Regions from separate parts of the Sus scrofa genome. Here regions 1, 3, 4, 5, 6 and 7 are each linked to region 2. The links are chromatin contacts, called in public Hi-C, HiChIP or PLAC-seq and promoter capture Hi-C maps. All regions are on one chromosome and are shown on one strand. The core of a region is the stretch at or near the end of the contact, and the rest is flanking DNA. Distances in the headings are between cores, read along the strand shown.

Evidence for each region. Promoter capture Hi-C pulls out the DNA fragments that hold promoters and counts their contacts. Hi-C and Micro-C count contacts between places; a contact is called where the count stands out from the background. HiChIP or PLAC-seq counts read pairs in DNA pulled down with a chosen protein or histone mark.
Region 1: a promoter capture Hi-C map of liver shows a contact between it and region 2, with 3 times the contacts expected there. The contact joins the promoter of TMEM39B here to the promoter of BSDC1 in region 2. A contact is called at or near these places in 1 of 5 promoter capture datasets (liver) and 1 of 2 datasets of contacts at active chromatin or transcription factors (alveolar macrophages).
Region 3: an H3K27ac HiChIP or PLAC-seq map of skeletal muscle shows a contact between it and region 2. The contact joins the promoter of SYNC here to the promoter of BSDC1 in region 2. A contact is called at or near these places in 4 of 47 Hi-C or Micro-C datasets (embryonic fibroblasts, epiblast stem cells, omental adipose tissue and 1 more) and 2 of 2 datasets of contacts at active chromatin or transcription factors (alveolar macrophages and skeletal muscle).
Region 4: a contact with region 2 is called in an H3K27ac HiChIP or PLAC-seq map of alveolar macrophages. The contact joins the promoter of EIF3I here to the promoter of BSDC1 in region 2. A contact is called at or near these places in 3 of 5 promoter capture datasets (fetal liver and liver), 1 of 47 Hi-C or Micro-C datasets (epiblast stem cells) and 2 of 2 datasets of contacts at active chromatin or transcription factors (alveolar macrophages and skeletal muscle).
Region 5: a promoter capture Hi-C map of fetal liver shows a contact between it and region 2, with 2.5 times the contacts expected there. The contact joins the promoter of KIAA1522 here to the promoter of BSDC1 in region 2. A contact is called at or near these places in 1 of 5 promoter capture datasets (fetal liver), 3 of 47 Hi-C or Micro-C datasets (fetal liver, heart right ventricle and omental adipose tissue) and 1 of 2 datasets of contacts at active chromatin or transcription factors (alveolar macrophages).
Region 6: a contact with region 2 is called in a Hi-C map of fetal skeletal muscle, with 4 times the contacts expected there. The contact joins the enhancer-like site here to the promoter of BSDC1 in region 2. A contact is called at or near these places in 3 of 5 promoter capture datasets (fetal liver, fetal skeletal muscle and liver), 19 of 47 Hi-C or Micro-C datasets (adipose tissue, alveolar macrophages, brain and 11 more) and 2 of 2 datasets of contacts at active chromatin or transcription factors (alveolar macrophages and skeletal muscle).
Region 7: a contact with region 2 is called in a promoter capture Hi-C map of liver, with 4 times the contacts expected there. The contact joins the promoter of TXLNA here to the promoter of BSDC1 in region 2. A contact is called at or near these places in 1 of 5 promoter capture datasets (liver), 1 of 47 Hi-C or Micro-C datasets (liver) and 1 of 2 datasets of contacts at active chromatin or transcription factors (alveolar macrophages).

The regions. Positions count from the first base shown.
Region 1 is chr6:88,583,959-88,587,522 of Sscrofa11.1, reverse strand. It overlaps TMEM39B (transmembrane protein 39B), which reads right to left and starts at 2,232. Exons shown (of 9, transcript XM_021095796.1): 1 at 2,083-2,232. The coding sequence starts at 2,086.
Region 2 is chr6:88,837,925-88,841,444 of Sscrofa11.1, reverse strand. It overlaps BSDC1 (BSD domain-containing protein 1), which reads left to right and starts at 2,237. Exons shown (of 12, transcript XM_005665183.3): 1 at 2,237-2,594; 2 at 2,901-2,961.
Region 3 is chr6:89,024,353-89,027,973 of Sscrofa11.1, reverse strand. SYNC (syncoilin) reads left to right here and starts at 1,667. Exons shown (of 5, transcript XM_013999124.2): 1 at 1,667-1,810. The coding sequence starts at 1,758.
Region 4 is chr6:88,693,553-88,697,176 of Sscrofa11.1, reverse strand. EIF3I (eukaryotic translation initiation factor 3 subunit I) reads right to left here and starts at 1,251. Exons shown (of 12, transcript NM_001244624.1): 1 at 1,193-1,251; 2 at 1,033-1,099; 3 at 1,008-1,030. The coding sequence starts at 1,195. It overlaps TMEM234 (transmembrane protein 234), which reads left to right and starts at 1,300. Exons shown (of 6, transcript XM_003482013.4): 1 at 1,300-1,330; 2 at 1,611-1,691; 3 at 1,694-1,761; 4 at 2,831-2,897. The coding sequence starts at 1,315.
Region 5 is chr6:89,057,480-89,060,930 of Sscrofa11.1, reverse strand. KIAA1522 reads right to left here and starts at 2,074. Exons shown (of 8, transcript XM_021095815.1): 1 at 1,690-2,074. The coding sequence starts at 1,924.
Region 6 is chr6:89,086,073-89,089,649 of Sscrofa11.1, reverse strand. It overlaps KIAA1522, which reads right to left. Exons shown (of 8, transcript XM_021095815.1): 8 at 1,810-3,577. It overlaps YARS (tyrosine--tRNA ligase, cytoplasmic), which reads left to right. Exons shown (of 14, transcript XM_013999119.2): 14 at 688-1,528. The coding sequence ends at 798. Among named protein-coding and RNA genes, the nearest start is that of KIAA1522, 29 kb to the right of the region's middle. Within about 2 kb of position 1,264, at least 6 of the 83 cell types and tissues checked have an H3K27ac peak or open chromatin away from gene starts, as enhancers often do. A contact at or near this core is called in fetal skeletal muscle, where this site is marked.
Region 7 is chr6:88,658,317-88,662,307 of Sscrofa11.1, reverse strand. TXLNA (alpha-taxilin) reads right to left here and starts at 2,257. Exons shown (of 11, transcript XM_003127774.6): 1 at 2,103-2,257; 2 at 1,357-1,566; 3 at 200-529. The coding sequence starts at 1,534.

The DNA of each region.
Region 1 (3,564 bases), core at 983-3,482, 250 kb after region 2:
TTTTCACACTTCAACTTTTTTTTTTTTTTTTTTTGGTCTTTTTGCCTTTTCTAGGGCCACTCCCACGGCATATGGAGCGTCCCAGGCTAAGGGTCTAATTGGAGCTATAGCCGCCGGCCTACACCAGAGCCACAGCAACACAGGATCTGAGCCGCGTCTACGACCTACACCACAGCTCATGGCAACGCCGGATCCTTAACCCACTGAGCAAGGCCAGGGATCGAACCCAAAACCTCATGGTTCCTAGTCAGATTCATTAACCACTGAGCCACAACGGGAACTCCTCACACTTCAACTTTATCTAATTCATTCGTTAACATATTTATTGTCTATCTTTCCCACTAGAACAGAAGATCAGTGGAGTCACTATCTTTTTCTTTTTTTTCTGGGCTGCACCTGCAGCATATGGACGTTCCTTGGCTAGAGGTCTAATTGGAGCTGTAGCTGCCGGCCTACGTATGCCACAGCCACAGCAACACTAGATTGGAGCCACATCTGTGACCTATGCCGCAGCCTGCAGCAATGCCAGATTTTTAACCCACTGAGTGAGGCCAGGAATTGAACCCACATCCTCATGGATACAAGTTGGGTTCTTAACCCACTGAGCCACAACAGGAACTCCAGCAGTCACTATCTTGATTTTTTTTTTTTTTTGGCCACACCTGTGGGACATGAAGTTTGCAGACCAGGGAACTAACCCATGCCACACCTGCAACCTGTGCCACAACTGCGACAATGTCAGATCCTTAACCCGTTGAGCCACAAGGGACTTCCTTGGTCTGTCTTTTCCACCGCTGTATCCTGTCCCCTTACCACAGTGCCCACCATAAAGCAAGGCTGCAATAACTACATGTTAATGAGGGAATGAACCCAGCAAGGTAGGTTTTCCACAGATTGGGAAACTCAGTTTTCACTGTGTCATAGGTAGTCTGGGAGTCTGGGGCTTGTGCTCTTAGCGTTGGTGAACACTGCTCCTTTTGGATACTCTAAATCTCTGTAGGCTGACACTTCTGGGTACTCTTGAAGTTTCTGCCTGCAGGACCCAAGATCCAGCTCAAGGAGCATCCTGGATTCTCATGGTCAGGTCCTAGGGCCTGAGCACAGTGTCAAGGATATGGGCTCTGGAAGAATGCTGGACCCACAACCTCTTTCTCTAGGCTTAGCAGCCTAGCCCAAGGTCCCAGGCACTGCCCTGCACAAAGATCCTGGGCACCACCCTAGTCCCACTGAGTTATAGCCTGTTCATATCTCCTCATGGCAGCACAGCAACCTACAACCACCCACCCACCCACACACACCCCTGCCCTAGCTTCTAGCCTGTAAGCTCTACACACACACACACACACACACACACACACACACCCTGCCCTAGCTTCTAGCCTGGAAGCTCTTCCCACACATCTCCAAAAAGTTCTTGTCCAGGAGCTCTGCCCCCAACCAGACCCCAGCTCCAAAGCTCTGTTCACGCACTACTGTTCCTGGCTTAGAAAACCTCACACAGGCACCTTCAGTCCGAATGCTCTGCCCACACCCACTCTCCCCTCTTTAGAAGCTCTGCACCCACATAAAGCCCCTCAACCCAGAAGCCCCACCCACACACACTTGTCAGCCCAGAAAACCTGCCTACAAGCCAATAAAAGCTCTCTCTGCCCAGAAGCCCGGTTCCAGAGTGGGGTCCCTTCTTCTGCAAGGTCTCCTTCCTGCTCCACCTCCCCCAGTACAAAGCCCCTGCAACCCCGAAAGTTTGCCCCTGCACTAGGGCCTACAGCACACGGACGCCTCTCTTAGCATCAAGGCCACGCCTACTGCCAAACCCCGCCCTCTCTAGTCCTCAGAGTGGGTCCTCACCAAAGCCCCCAGGAGCGTCTACATTTTAGAAGCCCCTCCCTCCGCTCCAATGTCCCGCCCCCACAAGAGGCCCCACCCGCAAAACGAAAGGAGGGGGCGGGGTCCCTCTGCGACCACATCCCCTCCCCCTCCCCTCGCCAGGATCCTGTCCGCGTGGGGGAGCAATTAGCAGCTTGGCCAACCTAACCCCCGAGCGCGCCCGTTGCCGGGCCAAGCCGGACCCGCGCTGCTCACCCATCTCCTCCCCCCGGCGTTTTCTGCTTCGCCGCCGCAGCTTCTGCGGGCAATATGTCGGAGGCGACGGCGGCCGGGAGAGGACTAACCGCCGCAGCCCAGTCCCCGGGTATCAGCTGCGCGCTACCGCTTCGCCGCCAAATTTGCATACAAGGCGGGCTAGCAGTTGGGGGCGCGCTTCTTAAAGGGGCCGCGCGGACAAAGGCAGAGCCGCGCGCTCTTTGTCTCGCGGTCCTCCACACCCTTCCTGCAGCTGCTGCCGAATAACCCAAGAGAGAGGGAAGCTGTCTCCTGCTCTTCCCTTGCGTACCTTCTCTCAGCTCCTCTTCGAAGATAAGGGAGGAGGTCAGAACCCCTCTCGGTTCCTGCATCCATGAGTGGTCCACTGGCGCCTCAAAACTCGCTTTGTCGCAAATTAGGCTTTTTTTTTTTCTGAACTCAGTGAATTTATTACATTTACAGTTGTACAATGATCATCACAACCCAATTTTATAGCATTTCCATCCGAAATCCCCAGCGCATGCCCCCACCCCCCAACCTGTCTCCTTTGGAAACCATAAGTTTTTCAAAGTCTGTGAGTCAGTATCTGTTCTGCAAAGTTCATTGTGTTTTTTTTTCAGATTCCACATGTAAGTGATAGCATTTGATGTTGGTGTCTCATTGTCTGAATGACTTCGCTTAGCATAATTTCTAAGTCCATCCATGTTGCTAAAAATGCTGTTATTTCTTTCCTTTTAATGGCTGAGTAATATTCCATTGTGTATATGCACCACATCTTTATCCATTCCTCTGTCAATGGACATTTGGGTTGTCTCCAAGTCTTGGCTATTGCAAATAGTGCTGCAATGAACATTGGAGTACACGTGTCTTTTTGAGTCACGGTTTTCTCTGGATAGATGCCCAAGGCTTTCATCTTTCTCTTTGGCCTTATTGTTCCTCCGTTTACCCCAATCAAAACCTGGGAGTCACTTCCTCTGTTCCATCAACCCCCACAACCAATCTTCCACCTAGTCTTGCTGACCCTAAGTTCTAGTTATTTCTCTTATCTGACCCTGCTCTTCTCTCACCACCTTAGTTCAAATCCTGATTTTGCCAGTTCCAAGACTTGAAATCTTGTTTCTTGCTCATTACTAGTAATATTCACTTTAAGGGTCTTGGTGAGGATTAAGTGAGATAATGCATGTAGAACAGTTTTGTTTTAGTTTTTTTATTTGTGCATGTGTGTGTTTTCTGTTTTGGGTTTGTTTTTTGTGGTTTTTGGTTTTTTGTTTTTTGTTTTTTTTTGCTTTTTAGGACCACACCCGCAGCATATGGAGGTTCCCAGGCTAGGAGTTGAATCTGAGCTGCAGCAATTGACCTTCGCTACAGCCACAGCCATAGCCACGTGGGATCCAAGCAGCGTCTATGACCTACACCACAGCTCACAGCAATGCTGGAGACTTAATTCACTGAGCGAGGGGGTGAGGCCAGGGATTGAACACT
Region 2 (3,520 bases), core at 988-3,487:
CCACATCTTCATGAATACTAGTCATGTTCATTACTTCTGTGCCACAGTGGGAATTCTGTATGTTTAATTTTTTGACAAGTCACCATATTGTTTTCCATAGCAGCTGCATGATTTTATATTCCCACTATCCTGTGTTTTTTTTAAAAAAAGATTACTTTTAGGATGAATTAAGACTAGACTAATGGAAAGCAAAAGTGGACACAGAGATACGAGTTATCCAAGTGAGAGATGATGATGGCCTGGACCTGCATAGTAACAGTGAAGGTGGTGAGAAACATCTGGAGTCTGTTGTTTGTTTTTTATGTTGTGCCAACTAGATGTGCTGAGGAATTAGCTTTGGAATACGAAAGAAGTAAGGAATTAAAGTCTCGAGGCTTTTTGGTTTGAGCAACTGGAGGGATAAAGTTGCCATTTATAGCTTTGGGGAAGTGTGCAGGAAGTTAAATGGATACAACAGGAGTTTGGGGACATGTTAAGTTTAATAGGTCCATTATACATCCAAAAAGAGATAGTGATCTAGGTTTCAGAGATGTGTGAGTTAGAGAGAAAACTGGAGAGACACCAGTGGCATTTAAAGTCATGAGACTTGATAACATTACCTGAGGAATGACTGCAGACATTGAAAAGGAGAGGGTCAAGGACTGAGCCTTAAGGATATTCTAGCAACAAGAAATGGATGAGAAAATGGAGTTCCGGTAGTGGTGCAGCAGATCCATAGGATGCAGGTTTGCTCCCTGGCCTCACTCAGTGGGTTAAGGATCCAGCATTGCCATGAGCTGTGGTGTAGGTTGCAGAAGTGGCTCAGATCTGGTGTTGCTGTGGCCAGCACTGTAGTTCCAATTCAACCCCTAGCCTGGAAACTTCCATATGCTGTGGGTGTGAGTCTTAAAGAAGGAAAGGAGGAGTTCCCATTGTGGCTCAGTGGTTAACAAATCCAACTAGGAACCGGGAGGTTTCGGGTATGATCCCTGGCCACTCAGTGCGTTAAGGATCTGGCGTTGCCGGTGAGCTGTGGTGGGTCACAGACGCAGCTCGGATCCTGCATTGCTGTGGCTCTGGCGTAGGGCGGTGGCTACAGCTCTGATTCGACTCTAGCCTGGGAACCTCCATATGTCGCGGGTGCAGCCATAGAAAAGGCAAAAAGACCAAAAAAAAAAAAAAAAAAAAAAAAAAAAGGAAAGAAAAGAAAACAGCGAAGAACCTTGAGGAGATGCCTGTGAGGTAGAAGGAAAGTCAGGAGGTCATGATGTCCTGGAAGCCACGTGAAGAAAATGAACATAAAAGGAAAGAGATCAGTTGCATTAAATAAGATACTATAAAGAGCTGAAAATTGGTCATTGCCCTTGGCACCCTAGCAAAAGTGATTTAAAGTACAGTGGAGAGGTAGAAACCTCACTGAAGTGAGCTCAAGAGAGAATGGAGGCGTTCCCACTGTGGCTCAGTGGGTTAAGGTCCTGACGGCAGCAGCTGCGGTGGCTTTGGAGATTCAGGTTCAATGCCGGGTGCACTGGGTTAAGGATCCACACTGCCGCAGCTGTGGCATAGGTCGCAGCAGTGGCTTGGATTTGATCCCTGGCCCAAGAACATCCATATGCGGCAAGTACGAGTGAAAAAAGAAAAAAGAGAGAATGGAGGAGTTTGTTGCAAAGGGGAACAGGGAAATGATGAGGGTCAAGTTTTTGTTTGCTTACGATGGGGATAATAAAAGTATACATGATGACACAAATAATCCGGTAAAGAGGGGAAAGAGAACGCAATGGGGGAAAATAATTACTAAAGCTACGCCTTCAGACAAGAGGTAATGGGATCCAGTACAAAGTATGAGGATGCAGGTGCAGGCAAGCAAATGAGGCAGCATGGGCAGTGGAAGCCTGCTCTGGAAAGTGTCTCCAGCTCACACACACACACACACACACACCCCACTACACACTCAATCCCCTTCCTCCAGACTGTCTCCGGATTTCTCCAGATCCCATCCAGCTCACGCTATTCTGAGTTAAGTCGCCAAGAACTGAGGTAACTAAATGTGTGTCTCCCCAATATCCTGAGACCGTCTCCCGAGGCTGCATCGAAGTCACTTCTGAATTTTCCTCCAAACACCTCCAAGCCCTGGCCCAGAGCTCCGCAAACTGCGGTTGCTGAATTAGCCCAAAGAGCCCCAGGCAGCTGCTACGCTGCTGGTTTCATAAAGGGGGGCGGTCCTAGCCTTGAGCTTAGGGCCTACGGACATTCGAGCAGCGGCCAGGCTCGCTCCCTTTATTCCTCTACTCCCAGCTCTCTAAGCCCACAGCCAGAGGGCTGATCTTGGTCCAAAGCGGCCACCGTATCGCATGTCCGCTGATATCGATAAAGGTTCTAGGTTGGTGGGGTGGGGCTAACAGTGAGGGGGAGGGGCCTGAAGACGAAAATGGGTGAGGATTGGACCGAGCGGAGTTTAAGTCCGAACTCTGGACGGAGACTAGAGGCAGCTTAAAGAGGCGGAGCCTAGTGAAGGAGCGGGGCGGAGATTGGGCTGAGGGCGGTGTCGGCCTGAGGATTGGGCCCCGCTCTCCGGGGCGGTGCTTGAGGGGGCGGTGCCGTGTCGGAAGTCAAAGGTCAGTAAATAGTGATGATGTCATGCGGGCAAGATGGCGGAAGGGTGAGCCCGTCATCTAGTTCTCGGGCGTTGGGCCCTGAATTCTCCCAGGGTTGGGGTGCTGGGCCAGGGTCCCCGCGGGGAGCTGGAGGCCAGCGTGGGCGTGGACGGAGCTGAAAAGGCGGGGAGTCGCAGAGTGAGGGGGTGGGGAAGCGGCTTTCGAAGCCTCGGTCCGCGGGCCACATCTGAGGGGGAAGCTGAGACCCGATTTTTGCGCGGGCGAAAGTCGCACCGCGGGGCCGCCAGATGTGTCTGTCTTCCACAGGGAGGACGTGGGATGGTGGCGGAGCTGGCTGCAGCAGAGCTACCAGGCAGTCAAGGAGAAGGTAAGCCGGGCCAGCGCCCTTTCTAGGGTAGGGCCCCGCGCCGCCTCACTGCAACCTGGTCCGAGCCACCCCGCCTGACCTGTGTGGCCGCCAAGCCTCTGGGATGAAACCGACTGAGGCCCTACTTTTAGCTCCTGTTGGTCTAAGGGAGAACACAGCCCGACTCAGACCAGTGTCTAACTACCGTGAAATAAAGACAGTCTTAGAGGCTGGAGCGACCGTGTCGTGGAAACCCATGGGAAGGAACTATTTATTTTTGCTTGGAAAGTACACAGCTTCGTAGAAGAGAGAACATTTGATCTAGACCTTGAAGAAAAAGGATTCTAGAAATAGAAGCTTACTCTTATATTCATTCAAATATTAAGAGTCTATGCCACAGCCAGCACTCTCTGACAGGTCCTGAGGATACCGATGTTAGCCAAACAGATGCAGTCCTGGGTCTCCCAAAACTCAGTCCAGTGGGGAGACAGCAATCCCTGTGGGATGAGTGAGACTTGGCTTTGCCAGTGGACAGTGCCCTGTGCATTCCTGTTTCATTCCATGCTAGTTTGTCAAAACC
Region 3 (3,621 bases), core at 418-2,917, 190 kb before region 2:
AGGGGAAAGGATAGCCCTTCTTAATGCCACTCTTGCTGCCTGTTGCCTAGCACCACAGCAAACAGTGCTGCTGGCAGGCCTGGCCCTTGCTCCCTCAGCACCCCTCTGACTGGCAGCAACTGTCAAATGACCAGCCACGGAGGCTTTGCCAACCTCCTCCCCTGGAATATTTTAGAGGTAAGTCAGAAAATGACCAGCAGCCTCCAAAACCCAACTTTTTCTCGTGCATACCTTACAAGGGTGTATTTGGCTGCCCTTGGGTGTTAATCTCCCACCCCCTTGCATCAGACAGAGAGATATAAATATACCACCGCAGGCAGCACTCATAACCTGGATAAATGACTCGCACCAGGCCCTGGTCACACACAGACCCCACAGACGACTCTCCACACATCCGCTTGCGAGCGCCCCTGATGCTCTCACCCTTCAGTCCTCAAGTCACTTCTAGGCACAGTCACACACACACACTGTATACACGCCCCTCAGCCCAGTCACGACAGCCACAGCATGGCCACGCCAACACTCCACAACCAGCACCAGCACTACTCAAAATCACCGCCGCCTCGCTATACAGTCACACGCTCCTATGCCCACTCACAGGCATGTACCCCGCCCCCCAGTCATCACAGGGTCACGCGTGGACACACAATGCCAGTCTCCCCGCCACACTCCATACGCACAAACACGTGGCGTTCATACAGTCGCCAGCAGGCACAGAGATCCCAACACACAGCCCACATGCGTTCAACAGAGCCGCACTGCTGCCCCACCCCCACCCCTCGCTGCAGGCCTCTCTGATTAAAGACATCCAGCCCCTCCGCTTGTTATGGTGCACAGCATTCTTCTGCGATTGAGTCAAAGAGCTCCCCAGACAGAGGGGCTAAGTGGAAAAAAGGCATCAGGAGGGAGAATGCCGGAGGCCCAGGTCTGGAAGGGGCCAGACAGCTTCTCGCTTAGGGAGAAAGCAAGCCTTCAGTGTTTAAGTTTGATCCCCACACTGGTGGACTTCGAACTTGGGGAAGGGGAGCGCGCCTTGGAGTGGACCGCACTGCGGGCGGGGGTGACAGGTGGAGCAAGCGGAGAGACCCCAGGAAACCTCGCAGCGCAGGGGCGGAGAGCGGGTTAAATACGGACTCAACCTCAGAGGCTCCAACCCTCCCGAGCAGTCCTCCCACCGCCCTTCTCCAGGCTCCCGACTGTCCCCAAATGGACGGGGTGTGGCGTTACCCCTCCTCCTCCAGCCCTTGGCGACAGCTGCGGGGCACAGCTCTCAGGCGCCGGGGGAATCGCAGGGCGGCGGCGGACACCCCTGAACTCCTGCGGGCGGCGGGCGGGGTGCTGGGTCCCTCGAGGTCCCCAACCCCACACCCAGCCCCCTCCCGGGACGGCCGGGCAAGGCAAGCGCTCCCCTGGAGCTGCAGAGCCACCTTCCTCCCCGCACCCCCGCAGCTAGGACCCTTGAAAGGGAAGGGTGGAGAGAGAGAAGGTTCGGGAAGACCTAGGGATGGCCGGTTTTGGAGACGCCGACCCCCCATACCCTTCTCCCCCGGCTGGTCCCGGGAGGGGCGGCCTCTCCCCGCCCCTGGGCCGCGCGGCCGCTCCCTCCTCCCGCGGAGGAGCCCGGGCCAAGTGGGCGCGCCCGGCCCGGGGCCGGCGGGATCCGGTGTCGGCTGCAGCTGGCAGTGCTGCTGGCGGGCGCGGGCGGCCCGCGGGGCCGGCTATTAATACCGCGGCCGCCCAGCCCGGGTCGTGCAGCCATGGCCAGCCCGGAGCCCCGGCGCGGCGGGGACGGCGCCGCCCAGGCCGCGAGGTAGGAGCGTCCCGGGCCCGCGTCGCCGCCTCTGGGGAGGGGGTGCCGGCGGGATCCCCTCCCCCCGCGAGCGCCTGTCGCCGGGGCGGGGGGCGGGGCAGGGGTCCAGCCGGGGTGGGGCACGGGGCGGAGCCACCGGCCAAGGGAGAGCGGGGAGTCCGGCCTGGCCAGCACCTCCGTTTGTCTGGGGCTTTTTATAGTCCCCCCTCCCCCTCCCACGGGCGGCGTGAGGGTTAACCCCTTTACATTAGAGGGCATCAATCGTCAGATGCCCTTCGGCCCACAGGGGCCAAAGACGCTACCCGTTTTCTTTCATTCCTCACCCCAAAGGCAAGTGGAGATGGAGGCCTCCAGCTGCTGAATTCGCCCTGTGGAAGATGCTTGGTGCAAGGTTGGGCAGCGGCCAGCTTAGAGTTGAGAGTTCAGGAAGCTCATTCTCTCTGGTCCAGGGCCTGGCATGGTGTGGGGGCAGGGTCTCCTGTCCTAGACCCGCAGGAGGGCCTTGGCTGGCCAGGAGCCCTGGAGGGGAGGCTCTGTCCCTCCCTCCCTCCCTCCATCCATCCATCCCTCCATCCATCCTCATAGTGAGCTTGCCACTGGTTAGGGGGAAGGGACCTGTGGCTGAAGGGTTTGAGGTGAGGAGGCAGCGTTTCCGCCCCAGGTTAGCCTGTAGCCCTGGACTTCCTACTGTACCAAGAGGTAGAGGTGCAGATACACACACGTGACGCCCCTCCACTGTCACAGTTTGACACATACACTCACTTGTACTGCGGTACCCACATGTGGGTACACACGGAGCCAGCCACACACCAACTCAGGCCTGCACAGGGTCACAAACACTCCAGCCATAGCCTTGCTGGACAGGGTAGGGAGCTGCTGGAATACTTGAGGGACAGGGACGGAGTGGCAGAGGTGGCCCAAGGAAACCTGAAGTCAGGGGTCACAGCTGAGCTGCCTCCCTTGCCCCCTACCTCCCATCATCACCTTTTTCCCCCAGCTCCTTAGAGAGAGGCAGCTGTGTGAGGGCAACACCTAACAGAGGCCTGGCACTGTGGGTGGGGTGACCGAGGCAACATGGTGTGTGGTAACAGCGCTGCCTGCGAGTCAGGAGACCTAGGTTCTACTTCCAGCTTTGCCACTTGACCTTGGGCAAGTTTCCCCCTTGGATCTCAGTCCATTGCTGCCTGTCTTCTACAGAGCCCCACCCTGGGGTATAGAGAAAATAACTGCGCTTGTCCTTAGGAAATGGACTGTCAGGGAAGATAGACCCAGGCACTTCCATAATACAAAGCACTTAGTGCAAAGATGAGCTGCATACAAAGTGCCTTGAGAACACGAGAATGCAGGTTGTCTGGGAGATGCTTCACAGAGGAGGTGGAGTTTGAGCAGGGCTTGAGGGTATGTAGAAATTTGTTAGCTAAATAGATATAAATATATTTTGAATGCCAGGGCCAAGCTCTATTATATCTGCAGTAACTGTTTGACTTCTTTCAGACCTCATGCCTATTCTAAGAGGAGAGTGATAAAAAGGAGCTCTGGCTCTGGAGCCAGACTGCCAGCCTTCTCTAGGCTCCACAATTTACAAACTATAGAACTTGGAGATTTTTTTTTTTTTTTTTCTTTTTAGGGCCACACACGCGGCACATGGAGGTTCCCAGGCTAGGGGTTGAATCAGAGCCACAGCTGCCGGCCTACACCACTGCCCCAGCAACAGCAGATCTGAGCCGCATCTGCAACCTATACCACAGCTTATGGCAACGCCAGATCCTTAGGCCACTGATTGAGGCCAGGGATCAAACCCGCAATCTCAT
Region 4 (3,624 bases), core at 2-2,501, 140 kb after region 2:
CAGAAGAATAAAAGATCAAGTTGAGTGCCAGCCTAAAAAGCAGCAACTTTGGTGCTCTGTCCCAATGGGAGCAGGTGGTAGTAAGAAAGCCTGGGTTCCAGTCCCTGCTCTGCTATTCTCTCACAGTATTATCTCAAAATGAAGCCTCTCCCCTATGATCTTCGGTTTTCCCATCTGTAAAGTGGCCATGACAATAATGCCTTCTTCAAAGCATAGCTCTGCAGCTCTAACAAAATAATGTCTAAGCAATTTATAACATGAGTAACATTAATTAGGTACTCACACACACCAGGTACTGTGCTAAACTCCTTACCTGAATAATCCCCTTTAATCCTAAAGATAACCCCATGAGAGGTACTATTGCCACCTACATTTTGTGAAAAAGGACACACTGCATGGTGAATGCAGTCACGCTGCTCAGTCACACTGCTACTGAATGCAGGATTCAAACCAGGTCTTTTTGATTTCAGAGCCTCCAGTTTAGTCACTAGAGTTAACCTCCTCCATGTGGAGGTGCCTCAACAGGCAGTAATGTGAGGGGCTGTTTGCAGTCACTGACAGGGTAGGGCCCAAAAGAGCTGACTGAAATGACACCAGGGACATCTTCACTAAGGCCACTGTGTCTCTAGCTGCCCAAGGATCAACTTTCCCTTTCTACAGGTGGTCTGTTCCCCTATTTTTGTAGAATAGCTTTCTTTCCCAGAATGGTTTCCCCTCACCCCCCCCCCCGAGAGCTGACCTTCTTCCCCGTCCCCCTTCCACAATGGTATTTGCTTTTCTTCTCCCCGGCTACTCCTTCCTCCTACCAACAACTGAGTTTTTCCTCACTTCTCTCTCACCTAACCACGGGATGGTCTCTCTCTACTTCTCAGAACGGGGCGCTCTTTGATTTCTACCTCGCGGCAAAACTGGCTAGTCTACCCTTCGACCCAGCAGAAGCAACTCGCCCCCTCCCAGGCTCCCTCTGTATGTATGTCCCGCCGGCCCGCCCTCCGGCGGACGCTCACAGGGTCCTTGGCCACCGTGAAGAGAGGTCTCCCTCGCGGTTGTACTTAATCTGCGTAATGGACCGCTCATGGCCCTGCAGCAGGATCGGCTTCTGTGGGGACAGGACGAGAGTGTCAGTGCCCAAAAGAGGCCCATGCCCCAGCCAGGACCCCCATGGAAACACCTCCAACTAAAGAGAACTCACCATACCGGCGAAAACGCTGGGAAGGCGGCAACGTGAGTAGAAGCGGAAGAGGGTTTGACGCCACTTCCGGATTACGGGTCTCCGCCCTTTCTTTCCCGGAAGTGCAGAGGGGCGGCGTTGCCATGGCGGCGACCCTGGGTAGGCGGCCCCGCCCTTCACTCGGCTTTCAGACCCTCATCCGGAGCTCATCTCCTTCTCCATTTCCACCATCTAACCCGACCCCTGATGCAACCCCGAACCTGGGATCCTGGATCCATCTCCCCGGCTTCCCGGGGTCTGTCCTAGTGGCCAGACGCCCCGGAGCCTCCAAGAGGAAGAAGGGATTTGAGGGCGGGAGTGGGGCTGGGTGGCTGAAGGAGGGTTGGACCTGTGTGGTGGGCCTGCGGGGGGAGAGGGTGTCACTCGCATCTCCATCCAGGGCAAGTGCTGGCGCTGGTGCTGGTGGCCGCTCTGTGGGGTGGCACACAGCCGCTGCTGAAGCGGGCCTCCTCCCGCCTGCAGCAGTTCATGAGAGGACCTGGGTCCAGCAGTTGCTGCAGGAAATGAAGACCCTCTTCTTGAATACTGAGGTGCGTCTGTGAATGACCCCTCTCTTGGGGGTAGCCCATAAGAATTTGTTCTCTGGAGTCAGACACGTCTGGGTCAGAATCTGCATCCCACCACTTATTTACTAGAAGCTCTTGGATGAGTCCTTTGTGGGCCTTGAGCCTCAGTTTCATCATCTGTAAAATGGGAGTAATAATGGTAACAATCTTACTGGGCAGTTGTGAGGACTGAGTGAGGTCAGGCACATTAAAGCTCTGAGCATTGGGCCTAGTAACTAATTAGGGCTCAAATCTGTGATTCTTTGAGCTGTATTATTAGTATTTTATTTTTTGCTTTTTTTGGGGGGGGGTGCTGCACCCATGGCATATGGAGGTTCCCAGGCTAGGGGTCTAATCAGAGCTGCAGCTGCTGGCCTACACCACAGCCACAGCAATGCCAGATCCAAGCCATGTCTGAGACCTACACCACAGCTCATGGCAACGCTGGATCCTTAACCCACTGAGCAAGACCAGAGATTTAACCCACAGCCTCATGGTTACTAGTCAGATTTGTTTCCACTGCACCACAACAGGAACTCCTAAATATTTTAGTATTTTATTATGGTGATCCCTCCAACAGACCTTTCTTGGGGGAGGGCTTAGGTTCAAATTGGCCTTGTGGAGGAGGATAAGGAAGGATATAGAGAACTATTTCTGACCCCAAAGCTCCCTGTCTAAGCTAATGGGAAAGACAAGACATAGACACAACTGCCTCTTAGGCTAAGGGCTTTAGGTGAGGTACAGATAAAGTGCATTAGTTCAGAGGACGGAGGCTGGAGGTAGGAGACTGGGGGAAGGCTTTGTGGAGGTAGGGACATTGGCACCCAGAGACTTGCAGAATGGGGAGGATAGGAACCAGCAGGCTGAGAGGGAGGGCATTCAGGGCAAAGGCGTGGAACTCAGTGACTTTCCCTCCACCCTGGAAGGGTCCTTTTCAGAGGGTTTAGTCCCCAGGCTCTTATAGCCACCTCTCCATCCAAGGAAAACTGTATCTCCAAGTTCAAAGAAAGCAGCTAAGTTAATCACACTGACTGCAGTTTTCTTTTGTTTCCAGTACCTGATGCCCTTTTTCCTCAACCAGTGTGGCTCCCTTCTCTACTACCTCACCTTGGCATCAACAGGTGGGTCTTTGGCTTAAAACTGCTATGCGGTAGTGGTGGAGGCTACTCAGGAGAATCACTGTGGGGAGAATATCTAAAATACCTTGTTGGAGCCTCCATCATGGCTCAGCAGTTAACAAACCCGACTAGCATCCATGAGGACGTGGGTTCGATCCCTGGCCTCGCTCAGTGGGTTAAGGATCTGGCATTTCTGTGAGCTGTGGTGTAGGTCACAGATGTGGCTCGGATCCCAAGTGGCTGTGGCTGTGGCCGGCAGCTGTAGCTCTGATTCGACTCCTAGCCTGTGAATTCCCATATGCTGTACTTGTGGCTTCTGAGGGAGCATGGAGTCAGAAGACCTGAGTTTGAATCCTGAGTTTTGCTGTGACTTCATCTGGAAAATGGAGTCATGAGATACCTATTTTATTTTATTTTATTTTATTTAGTTTCCTGTTGTTGCACAGCAGAAAGGAATCCGAGTAGTATGCATGAGGATGTGGGTTCTATTCCTGGCCTCTCTCAGTGGGTTGGGGATCTTTATTTTAATTTTATTTTGATACGCCCATAGCATAGAGAAGTTCCTGGGGCAGGGAATGAACCCACACTACAGTAGTGACTTGAGTCACAGCAGTGACAATGCTGGGTCCTTAACTCAGTCAGCCAGCAGGGAACTCCAAGATACCCTTTTGAAAAGACTATCTTGATGATGTAATAAAAGTGTTTTGTACCTAGAAAGACTTTTTTTTTT
Region 5 (3,451 bases), core at 825-3,324, 220 kb before region 2:
CAGACCTGGGGAAACAGCAGCCAGAGGCAGGGAGGTGTTGTCCAAGCACGTGGGCCCAAATCAGGCCGGCTGCTGCCCAGAAAGCCCAGTGCTACCCAATACCAAACACAAGGCAGGCGGAGGCCTACCACTGACCCAGTGACCCCTAACCCAGGCTGCCTAAGCAGACACCTACAGGGTCAGCTTTTCCAGCGCCTGCCTCCAGGCTGGTCTCCCAGGGGGAAAGGGTCCATTGCCCTGGGATATACCATTAGCCTTCTGTCTCCAAGCTTGACAGTCTGACCACAATCCATTCTGCTGCAATTCTGACCCATGCCCCCTTGAGTGACAGGAGGATGACTTCAGAGGGGCAGCCCTGGGACAGGCTTCAGATATTGTTGGGGCTACAGAGCCCTTGGAAAGACCTCTCACACAGACCTTCCCTCAGGGCCTGGCCCAGTCATCTCAGCCCCGGCACCCAACTTCTATTTGTGGCTGGACCGAAGGGGAGCAGGGCGCAGATCCAAAAGGAAGATCAGGCCGGATGCAATCACACAAGAGGCTTTTCACCCTCTTCCTGATCCCTAAAGTGTTCCTTCTAACTCTCCGGAGGAGGAGGCGGTTAAAGGACACTGGGAGGGTAAACACAGGCAGAATGGGATGGGCCCGACGTACACCGCCATTTCCTCACCTCTGGCAATGCAGCAGGAGCACAGGCAAAGTAGACTTCCTAGGACAGCAGGCCCCAAGGGAGCCCCACCCTCTAGCAGAGACTCATTCCCTCCCTCTCCAACAGGAGACAGAAACAGAGAGGAAGATGAGGGAAGGACCAAGCCAAGTGGCCAGAAGAAAACGGACCCCAGCAGGGATGGGCCAGGTCAGCCACCCTTCCCCTCAGGCTGCCATCCATCAGGTGGAAGGCGCCTAGAGGCAGGGGATTAATTGTAGTGTCTCAAGTACCCAGCCTCCACCCAGGTACAGCCTCTCCATTAACTTGGGCCTCAGTTTCCCTCTCCAGCAAGCACACTTTCGACACGTTTCGACACGTTTCTACCAGGGCTGGGGGAAGGAGTGGTGGGAGAGGCCTTTGGCTCCTATCTTGAGCTCACCACCCCAGGAGGTGGATGTTTGCGGTTTGGCCCAGGTGAGTGGTGAAGGGGGCCAGATAGGAAACGCTAACACTGTGAAGAACCCAATGCCTGTCGTGCTCCGTGCTGGGTCCTTTGTGGGGATGGAAACCCAGATCCACCTCCAAGGCTAAACCACCTTTTGAGTCCGGTCGACTTTCCAGACCCAGAGGGACCCCCACCAGAGATGCGAGGCCATTTGCCTCTCCCATTGGCCCCAGGCCAGAGTCAAGTCTCTGACCCCCTGACTCAGCAGAGGGCAGAAACCGAGCGAGCTGGGGGAGGAGGGGTTGCCCCACCATCCCCAGAGCCTGGCGGCCAGCACTTCCTGCTTAAGCCTGGGGATCCCTGCCCCAATTGGAGGGTCCCCTCCCACTAGAGCAGAGCTGGGCTGAGTCTGGGAAATTCTGGGGGCGGGGCGGCGCAGAGGAAGGGTGCTCGGGCTGAGCCCTGGGCTCCTCACTTCCCCAGCACCGGCGCCTAGGAGTCACCCCCCTCCGACACGCCGCGGACCCCCAGCGGCGTCACCTTGGCCGCACCCTGGGCGCCGCCCGGCGCCTGCCCAGGTGCCCGGCCGCCTTACCTCGGCCTTTACCCTTGGCCCTTCTGGCTTTGTCGTCCGCCTTCTTGGCCCGGGGGGCGGCCGGTTCGGCACCCTCGGCTCCCGCCGCCTTCTTCTTGCGCCGCTTGCCCCGCAGCCAGCTGAAGGCGCGGCGGAGGCCGGACGCGCCGGAGCGGGACTTCTTCCTGCGCGGGGGACCGCCGGGACCCCCCGGCTCGTCGGCCGCAGGTGCGGCCGGGGGCTCGCGGGCCGCCATGGCGCGGCGGGCGGACCTGGCGGCGGGGGTCAGGCCCCCTGCGGCGGGGCGCCCATGGACCGGGGGCGCGCGGGCAGGCGGCCGCCGCGGGGAGACGCGCCCGGAGAAAAGTTTGGGCGGCGGAGGCAGAGCGGGCGAGCGGGCGGGCGGCGGGAGCGGCGCGGGAGGGGCCGCGGAGCGGCGGGCGGGGCGCGGAGGCCGGGAGGCACGGAACCGGGAGGGAGCGGCCGCGGGGCGGGGGCGGTGCTGCCGGCGGCCCCTCCCCGCCTCCTCCTGGTCCGCGGACCCGGTCCGGGGGCTCGGGGGCTCGGGAGCTGGGGAGGGCGAGGTCGGGCCCGGAGGGAAGACGGTCCGACTGGGCCCCGGACGAGAGGGCGGGGTCGCAGGGCGGGACCGAGGTTCTGTTCCGGAGTGGGCACTGAAGAGAGCTGGGTCCGGAGAGGGAAGTCCGGGGACTGGGGTGGGGGTGCTCAGGATAAGGAGGAAGAGAAATGTTGGGGTTGGACCCCAAGAGAACTCGCTGTCCCGAGTGTGGTTCGGGTCGAGATGGGGGGTTCTGCAATTCGTTTTCTGGGACTTGGGAATCCTGAGAATGTTTCCAAGATTCGGGCAGTATTGGAGGTTTTGCTCTATAGACAGACTTCAGACCCACCTGAGACCTGGGACCGGCAGTGGGCCTTTTTCTCCCATCTGGTGACTGGGCAGTCTTCCTTCACTCCTTTCTCCTCCCTCGACACATCCTCCCCCCAGCCTCTATCGGTCCTTGGTGTGGACCTGGGACCCATGCTTCCTGGGTTGGAGCTTCATCCTGCGGTGCCTGGAAATGAGGAGAGCCGTGCCTCAGTTTACCCTTGGGTCAGGCTGTGAGTCCCCAGAGCACTCCTGCCTGGGTCTAGATTTTCCATTGGGGTGCTCAGCCTGAATTAGAGCTGATCTTGGACTTGAAGACACAGCTTTATAAGGTGCTTTGAGATCCTCTGCAGGTGGCAAGTGTGACTGAAGAAGCTGGTAGGGAAAGGAAGCCTTTAAGAATCAGGAAACTGCTGTGCTTGTTTCCTCCATGCTTCTGGCTCTTTATTTACCGTAGCTGACGGAGCACTTTTATATCATCTGATCCCACCACAAGCTAGAAGGGAAGCAGGGCAGGGAGTGATAGCCCCATAGCACAGAAGGGCCAGGAGAGGACAGTGGTTGCCCAAGAGCCCAGAGGTAGTCAGCAGCAGAAGAGCTAAGACCAGCAATCTAGGTCTTATCTCTGCTTGGTCCCCAGGAGCTAGAAATTGCCCTAGGGGCCAGCTATGGGTTCAGACCTCTTGAATTCCCTCTCTGGGTTCCCAGAAGGGCCAAGTGATCACCCCACCAGTTAGAATTTGTGCTCATCACCCAACCTGACCCTGGCCAATTAGCTTTCTCCTGGTCCTCGGCCAGCCCACTCAGCCCTGGAGTCGTGTAGATAACACGCACCCTAATATTGTAGAATGATCACGGTGCTCAGTGTGGCCTCTCTAACTTACCTTAGCCCCCTGA
Region 6 (3,577 bases), core at 15-2,514, 250 kb before region 2:
GCGTTTAGAGTGGTTTCTGCCTCTCTCCATCCTCCCGCAAGTGGCACACGGCTTTGTCTCCTCTGTTCTTTCCTAGTTTTCCAAGCTGGTTCTTTGACTCACTCATTTTTTTCTGGCTATAAAATGAGTTTTCATTGTATAAATGTCTAAAATGTAGGGGAAAACAAAGAAAAGAAAATATCCATCGTCCTGCCACCCAGAGATCCTGGAAAATGTCATTAGTGATCATTTCCTTCTGCACTTTTTCTCTGCCCAGCAGTAATAATATAGTTTCAGTTTGAGGTATTACCATGGGTTTATTCTGCTTTTTTAATTTACCTTTATGCCTCAAAAATGTCCCCATCTTTTTAAGTATTGAGGGGGGAACCTCATCACGTATGTGGTGGTATATCATAATTATCATCATTTAACCAAAACTTTATTAGATGTCGAGGTTAAGTTTTTCCCTCTTAGAGTGCACTGATGGCTGGCCTAGTTCTTTGTACTTGTTCATGATTATTTTCTTAAACTAAATCCCTAAAAAAATGAATTTAGCTTAGGCAAAAGACACCTCAAAGTGAAAGCTTTTCACAAACTGCTCTCTTAGAGCAGCTGAGTTACTTTATAGTACTAGTAGTATAAGAGTCTTTGTTTTCTTGCAGGTCCACCACCATCACTACATAATCGCTTTTTGTTTTTCTTGTCCAGGCTGACTTTAAAATTTCTGAGGAGTGCATCGCACAGTGGAAGCAAACTAACTTCATGACCAAGCTGGGGTCCATCTCCTGTAAATCGCTGAAAGGAGGGAACATCAGCTAGCCAACCCTGTGTCATCCTTTCTCCCGTCATCCCGAGTCATCTGCCGTCTCCTTAATTTGCTCCATCCATCCATCACCCATTTACCCATCTCTCAGGACACTGAAGCAGAAAGTTTGAGACTCTGATAGGGGCAGGACTCAGTAAGGGGCAGCTCAGCCTCCCCAGAATCCAGGATCATCCTGTGTGCCTGCAGGGAGAGGCTGGCCTGCCAAGTAGTGATGAGGGCAGGGGAGCACGGGAGTCCAGCTCTGCCTTCTACCCCTGGCAGCTGACCTGAGAAATCTGGTTTCAATATAATAATGTAACTCAAAAAGTTTATGCCACAGTCCTTCTAATTGGAAAAATATCGGTTGCCAGTTTTCCTAGAGTTCTCCCAGCAGCTGTGCCTCTGGCTGGGAGCTGTGCCTGTACTGGGCTAATTACAGCCTCTCCCCAACAGGAAACTGTGGGATTTGAAAAGGAAAGGGAAGGGAAAACAGAGAACCTAGTGGTCTACCAAGTGGTTGGCAGCTTTCCCCAGTGCCTGCCAGCCCTGAGGCTTTGCTCCTGGAATTTTCCTTGATCCTGCTGGGTGGGGACCCTCCCTAAACCAGCTGTGTGTTGTTAACATCAGAATTAGGGTGGGTGGCACAGCCTGGGTTTTCTTAGGGAGGGTGGGGGTACTTCTCCATCAATCAGAACCACTAAGCATCACTGTCATGAATTCAAATAAAACGTCTGGACAAGGATATGTGGATGGGACCGGTCAGTGAGCTGGAACATCTCAGGAGGGAAGCACACAGTGTGTAGCAGCTTCTGGGCCCATCGCCCAGCCGAGGGCTGCTTGGATCTTGGGCTTTTGACCCTGTAAGGGGGCAGGCAGGGGCGGACGAGGCCGGACAGAGGACACCTTAACACTGAAAGGCAGTGTTAAACAGAAGAGGCTCGGTTTCCGGTCCAAAACATTCTCCCTTCGAAATGTGGGCCCAAAGCATTGCCCTACCCTGCCCCATTAAGCAGCAGCAACCACAGCCAAGTTTTAATCATTTAATTATTTAACACCTTCAAATGAAACCCACACAGAGTTCTTCCATGTGTCTCACTCCAGCTTCAGGGGAGAGGGAATGAATTGCTTATATAGACATATCAAAGACTCAGAAATTTAAAGAAATATATATATATATGTATGTATATATACATACTTCTCTAACATTTTTATGGAAAGTAAAAATCAGAGGCTTTTGGTCTCCATGTGCACTAGGTCAAGCTCATCTGCCCCAGAGGCCAAAGAAGGGCTGCCTCTTCCCGAGACCCGCCCTTCTCCTTTGTACTCCGTCCCACCCTCCTTGTGGGGAAACCAGCTCGGAGGATTCTAACTGAAGATAAGGAGCTCAAGTACCACAAGGAGGGCTGGCCCAGAGATCCAGAAGGTGGGCACCCTCCCACCTCCAGCAGCTCTGAGGCTGCTGCCAGGGCCTGGCATCCTGTAAGCTTTGGCCTGGTCCTGGTTCTTGGTTCCCCAGGGGGTTGAGTCAGGAGCTCTGAGCATAGCAGTGCTTCCTGACCGTCCTCTTTCCCCACCTCACTGGTCAGGAGCAAGACATGCCCAACAGCAGCTCTCCGTTACCCAAAGGGCAAGGTAGGAAAGGGGTTATAGCTACAGGGAGAAGACGGTGAGAGAGAGCTCTCAGCCCACATCCCCTGTTCCTAGCTTTTGTCCTGGGAGGGGGTCAGCCTCACTTCTGGGTAGAGGAAAAGCAACTGAAAGCAAGGTTCCCTGCCAGTCTTAAGCCCAAGCCACTGTTGTCCTCAAGGACCAAGGGAGGGCGGCCCTGGTGACAGCCACACTGCGGTGGAAGGAGGCACTAGGACCATCCCCATGGAGCCGCTGGGGCCAGTGTGGAAACCAGCTAACCCAGATAGGTGGCGCAGGTTGAAAAAGGAAAGGTGAAAATTCCCGGAGGAGCATAGCAGGGGCTGCTATCAAGGGGGGCCTACCCAGCCGGCCCCTAGGAGTGCTGAGTGCCCCCACACGGACTAGGAAGGATCTGGAATAGAATGCACCTTTGCTTCCCATCCTGTCACTTAGCATCAGCTCCCCACAGTGGAACCACCTGTGCTGAAAAGCAGCTGCAGAAAGGACACGCCAGAGCAGCAGAGGAAAGGAGGGTCAGGGGATGAAATCCATGCGGCCAGGTCTGGGCCCGCTGGCCAGATAAGCTCCTCCCGGCCAGACCCTCCCCTCCATCCGTGTCTTCAATACTTCCTGTCGAGCTGAGAGGGGTGAGCTTTGCCACAGCCCATGGGCTTCTCCATCTGAAGGGTCGTGCTGGCCCACCCCTACCTGATCAAGTGGAGCCAAGTGCCCCATGAGATAACTCCCTACTCTGCTCTGCTCTCTGAGGACAGAACGAACCTGTGGGCCCCCCTCTGGTTCCCTCTCCCTCACTCCCTTGGGCCCTGGCAGCTTCCTGCTTCCCGTCCCCTGCGTGGAGCACCTGGCAGACCCTAGAAGGCAGGAGGGCGGTTGGTGCTAAGTTGAGGCACAGGAAGGCTAGCCCCCGCTGCACCTTTTGTGCTTTGGAATTCCACAGCCCCACTCCCGCCTCAAGCCTGGAGAAGCCTGCGGGAATACGACTTGCCCACCTCCAAGAAGAAAAGGAGCAAGCTAGATCAGAGGAGGGGGACAGATTGGTCCCAGCCATGGGCTGGCTGCTGGGGACTGATGCTGCTGCCACGTAAACAGGCCCTTGGAATGTGTCTTCATGGGCCCTGGAGGATGGACATGCAGCTACTTTTC
Region 7 (3,991 bases), core at 1,008-3,507, 180 kb after region 2:
GTTGTGATGATGGTTGTACAGGTATAAATGTAATAAACCCGCTGAATGAAAAAAACATTAGAAAAAACAAAAACAAAAAGTAAGTAGCTGCTCTGGAAGTAGTGTTTCCTCCAAATCCTGGCACAGCAGGCTAACCCAGGAATGTCAGATTCAAACTCCCTCCCCTCACCAGCCTCATAAGCAGCTGCCCTCTGCTCACCTAGACCTTTGGCTTTCTTCTTTTCCTGGGGCCTTCGGTGGTCTCGGTCTACGACCTCGTCACTTGCCCGGATCTCGTCTGCGCCCGGCTCCCCCTTGGAGGGCTCCTTCTCACCATTGACTACTGGGGTCTCTGGCTCAGGCTCCCCATTCCTTGAGGCATAGGTCCGGGACTTCTCTGCATCTTCAGGTTCACCAGGCTCACCCTGTGCCCCATCTTCGCCTGGGCCCCCCTGATTGTTGTCTATACAGTATGTACTGAGGATGTCTTCCAATTGGCGGCTCAACTCCTCTGAGACATCACGGAGGGCCCCAGTTTTGGCTTGTGCTCCTGCAGCAGGAGGGATGAGGGGCAGAGTCAGAAATAAGACCATTATGCCACTGGCTGGGATTTTTTCAGGCCCAAACTTACTAGTTTGGGTTAAATGTTACCTAACTTCTTTAAACCTCAGTTTTATTACTGATAAAACTATTTCTCACCTCTGCCCAACCATGCTTGTTATAAGAGAAATCAAGTAAGGAGACCACCCAACACAGAGGTGGCATCATGTAGCAGGAACTCAAGGTCTAGTCCACCTGCAAATGTCACTTCTTGCTATTAAAAAAGTTCCAAGAGTTCCCGTTGTGGTGCAGCAGAAACGAATCTGACTAGTATTCATGAAGACTCAGGTTCGACCCTTGGCCTCACTTAGTAGGTGAGGGATCCTGTGTTGCTGTGACTGTGGTGCAGGCTGGCAGCTGTAGCTCCAATTCGACTTGAGCCTGGGCACCTCCATATGCCTAGGGTGGGGCCCTAAGAAACAGAAAAAAAAGAAAAAAAAAAAAAAGTTCCAGAAATGCCTCAAATAGGAATAGCAGTTACCCACTGCTGAAAGTGGTGTTTTTGATTTGCTGGTTGGGTGCCTCATTTGACTGCCAACCTGACTTAATCCTGTCAGAAGCTTCTCTCAGGAGAGTTCTGTCCCTGTGCTTAGGGTGGGAGGCTCTATCAACTCCCCAGCGCAGAGTGGGCACTCAAGGACTCAGTGGTGTCCTCCCCTCATTCTACATTTCCTCCCTTCTGGATAAACAGTGGCCTTGGCTTCTAACCCCAGAAGCTAGACTGACGCACCATAAACTCCTCCCCCTGCCCATTGGAAAAGCAGAGCTGGCACACACCCTCAGCCTTCCCTGGAGCCTGGCTGGTGGAACCTTCAGCTTCTGTCGTGGGAGCAGACTGGCTGGGCCGCCCCTGGCCTCCCTCTGGTCCTGCTTCCGGTTGCCCCGGGGTGTTTTTGGGGTTGGAAGTGTGGCCAGATTGCTTGGCAGCCCCATTCTTTTTGTCTTGGTTCTTCATTGTTGTTTGCAACGTTAGGTTATGAGCAGAACCTATAGAAACAAATACACTTGCTATTTTCCAGACTTTAAACAATTCTTCGCAGCCTGGATCTGATATCTCCACACCGGACCCGCAAAGCTTCTTAAACCGACCGGCCTTCCTCGGATGGGAGCCAGTGGGGCTCCCTATCTCTGGTCGGTCAGGGAAGTCTGGTGTGCCCAACAGCAGGGGAGAGGAGGCCTCCTTTTTCCCCGAAGCTACTTCCCCGGCACAACCCAGCCCTCTCACCACAGCCCGTGCGCCGGACAGGCTCAGGCCCAGGGACTGACGTGGCGGGACGCTGGATTCCCGGTTCCTCCCCGCCCCCCAGGCCCCACGTGTGCCCACCCCCCCGCGCGCGCGCGCAGCCACCCACGCCCCGCGCGCCCTCCAGCCGCGCGCTCCGCCCGCGCATGCGCACAGGCCTCGGCCCCTGCACTCCAGCCCGAGTCCTCGTGCGGAATCGGCGTAATTCCCTGAACCGTCCGAAGGCGTCGGGCCCCGGGCCCTCTGCTTGCCTTGTACCCCTAACCGACGCAATACGCACCCCACCGCCGACGTCCCGACGGCTTCTCCTGCTCTGGCCTCTCACCGGAAACCCTGGGTAACTGCTGCCGGCAGAGCCGCCTGCTCGCGCCGCGGCCAATCAATAGCCCGCGCTCTCGCGGGGCTTGCTGGGAAAGTTGAAGCGAAGGCGGCCTCTGAGGCGGGTGAGTTGGGAAGGCGGAGTGGGGGGGTGGAGGGACAGAAAGGACTACATGTCCCTCCATGCACCGGGCTGATCCCGACTCCCAAGCTGCAACAGGGCTTTCGTTCTTGGAGCCCAGACCCAGGAGGTCCGAAAGCAGCCAGTCATTCTGCACTGGTACTCACGTCAACCTCCTTTCCATCACGCAGAAGTTATGATTCAGCTCCCAGAGCCTTGCGCCTGGCTGCTTTTTCCCCGCACACCTCAACCCCGTCCTTCCCTCCTGCTGAGGATATCTGTGACTATCTAGGAACTCTGAGGACGAGGGATAAAATACGGTGCTGGACATCAGATCTGTATTCCTTCCAGTCCTAATTTCATCACTAATTTGTTATGTGACCGGGCATTCTTTTCATTCCCAGAGCCTCGATTTCCGTATTCCTATAGAAAATTTTAATAACAGTAGTTCTTTGAATGCTAGCTTTCCCAGTAACTACTCCAGATAAATACTGTAGTATTTGTTACTCTCAATTTACACCTGTTAGGTGATTGTCCAAGGTCACATAGCTATTGACTGATTAGAGCAGTTTCAAAGCCAGGAAGTCTGGCACCCATCTCAACTACTGGACTACCCTGCTTCTTACTCAGGAAGAAATAATCACCATGATGCGCTTTCCTTGAGGGTGAGTCAAGGTAACTTGGAAAAGTAAATACTTAATTTCCCATCCCCATTTCCACCTTGAGTCCCTCTTTGGAAGGTGCTGAGGCCCTGTAAGGGGAAGTTTGGTTTCAGCAGATTCCTGAGCCTTTTCTTTGGCCCACTCCTACCAAGTCCCAGTTGCACTGGTGCTAAAGGGGAAAAATAGCCAAGCTTTTCTCAAAATGTGAAATCACAATTCTTTTTCCATTTGTCTGTAGACAACAGAATAAAACACAGCAACCTATGTGCTTGGATTTTTTTTTTTTTTTTTTTTTTTTTTAAGGGCTGCACCTGCGGCATATGGAAGTTCCCAGGCTAGGGGTCTAATCAGAGCAGTGGCTGCCAGCCTGCACCACAGCCATAGCAACGCCAGACCCGAGCCACATCTGTGACCTACGCTGCAACTCATGGCAATGCCAGATTCTTAACCCACTGAGTGAGGCCAGGGATCGAACCTGTGTCCTCATGGATGCTAGTTGGATTCTTTACCTCTGAGCCACAACAGGAACTCCTGTGCTTGAAATTTAATGCCTAAATGGTTTTGCTTTTATTTCCTGTCAATCCTCCTCATCCCCTTGGCCTTTTAAAAAAAATTATTAAAGCGTAGTTGATTTACAATGTTTCGTCCCCCTCTGCCTTTTTTGTTCCAGCTATACTTTTACTGTTTCCAGGATTTCCCAGGTTTTTGCAGGTGCCATACCATTGTCGATGAAAAAAATGTTACCTGCCATATCAGTAAACAAAGGATGTTGCAGCCATCAAGCCATCACATTACAGCTGCCCAAAGGTGAGCCCTGGGGGAACTCAGGGTAGAAACAAATTGCCTGCCATCTAGCAGTCTGTGCTGCAGTCACCCTCCCGCCCAAGCCCATAGAGCACCCTGAGGAGACTCAGGATGAAAAAGCACCTGATAGTGGCCCCAGTTAGCTGAGTTGCATATCAAAGGAAATAAGCCCAGACTCTTGCATCTTCCCATACACAGAAAACTGCTAAATTCCTTAACTTGAAGTATCAGGTTTTCGTTTCTTTTCTTTTTCTTTTTGTCTTT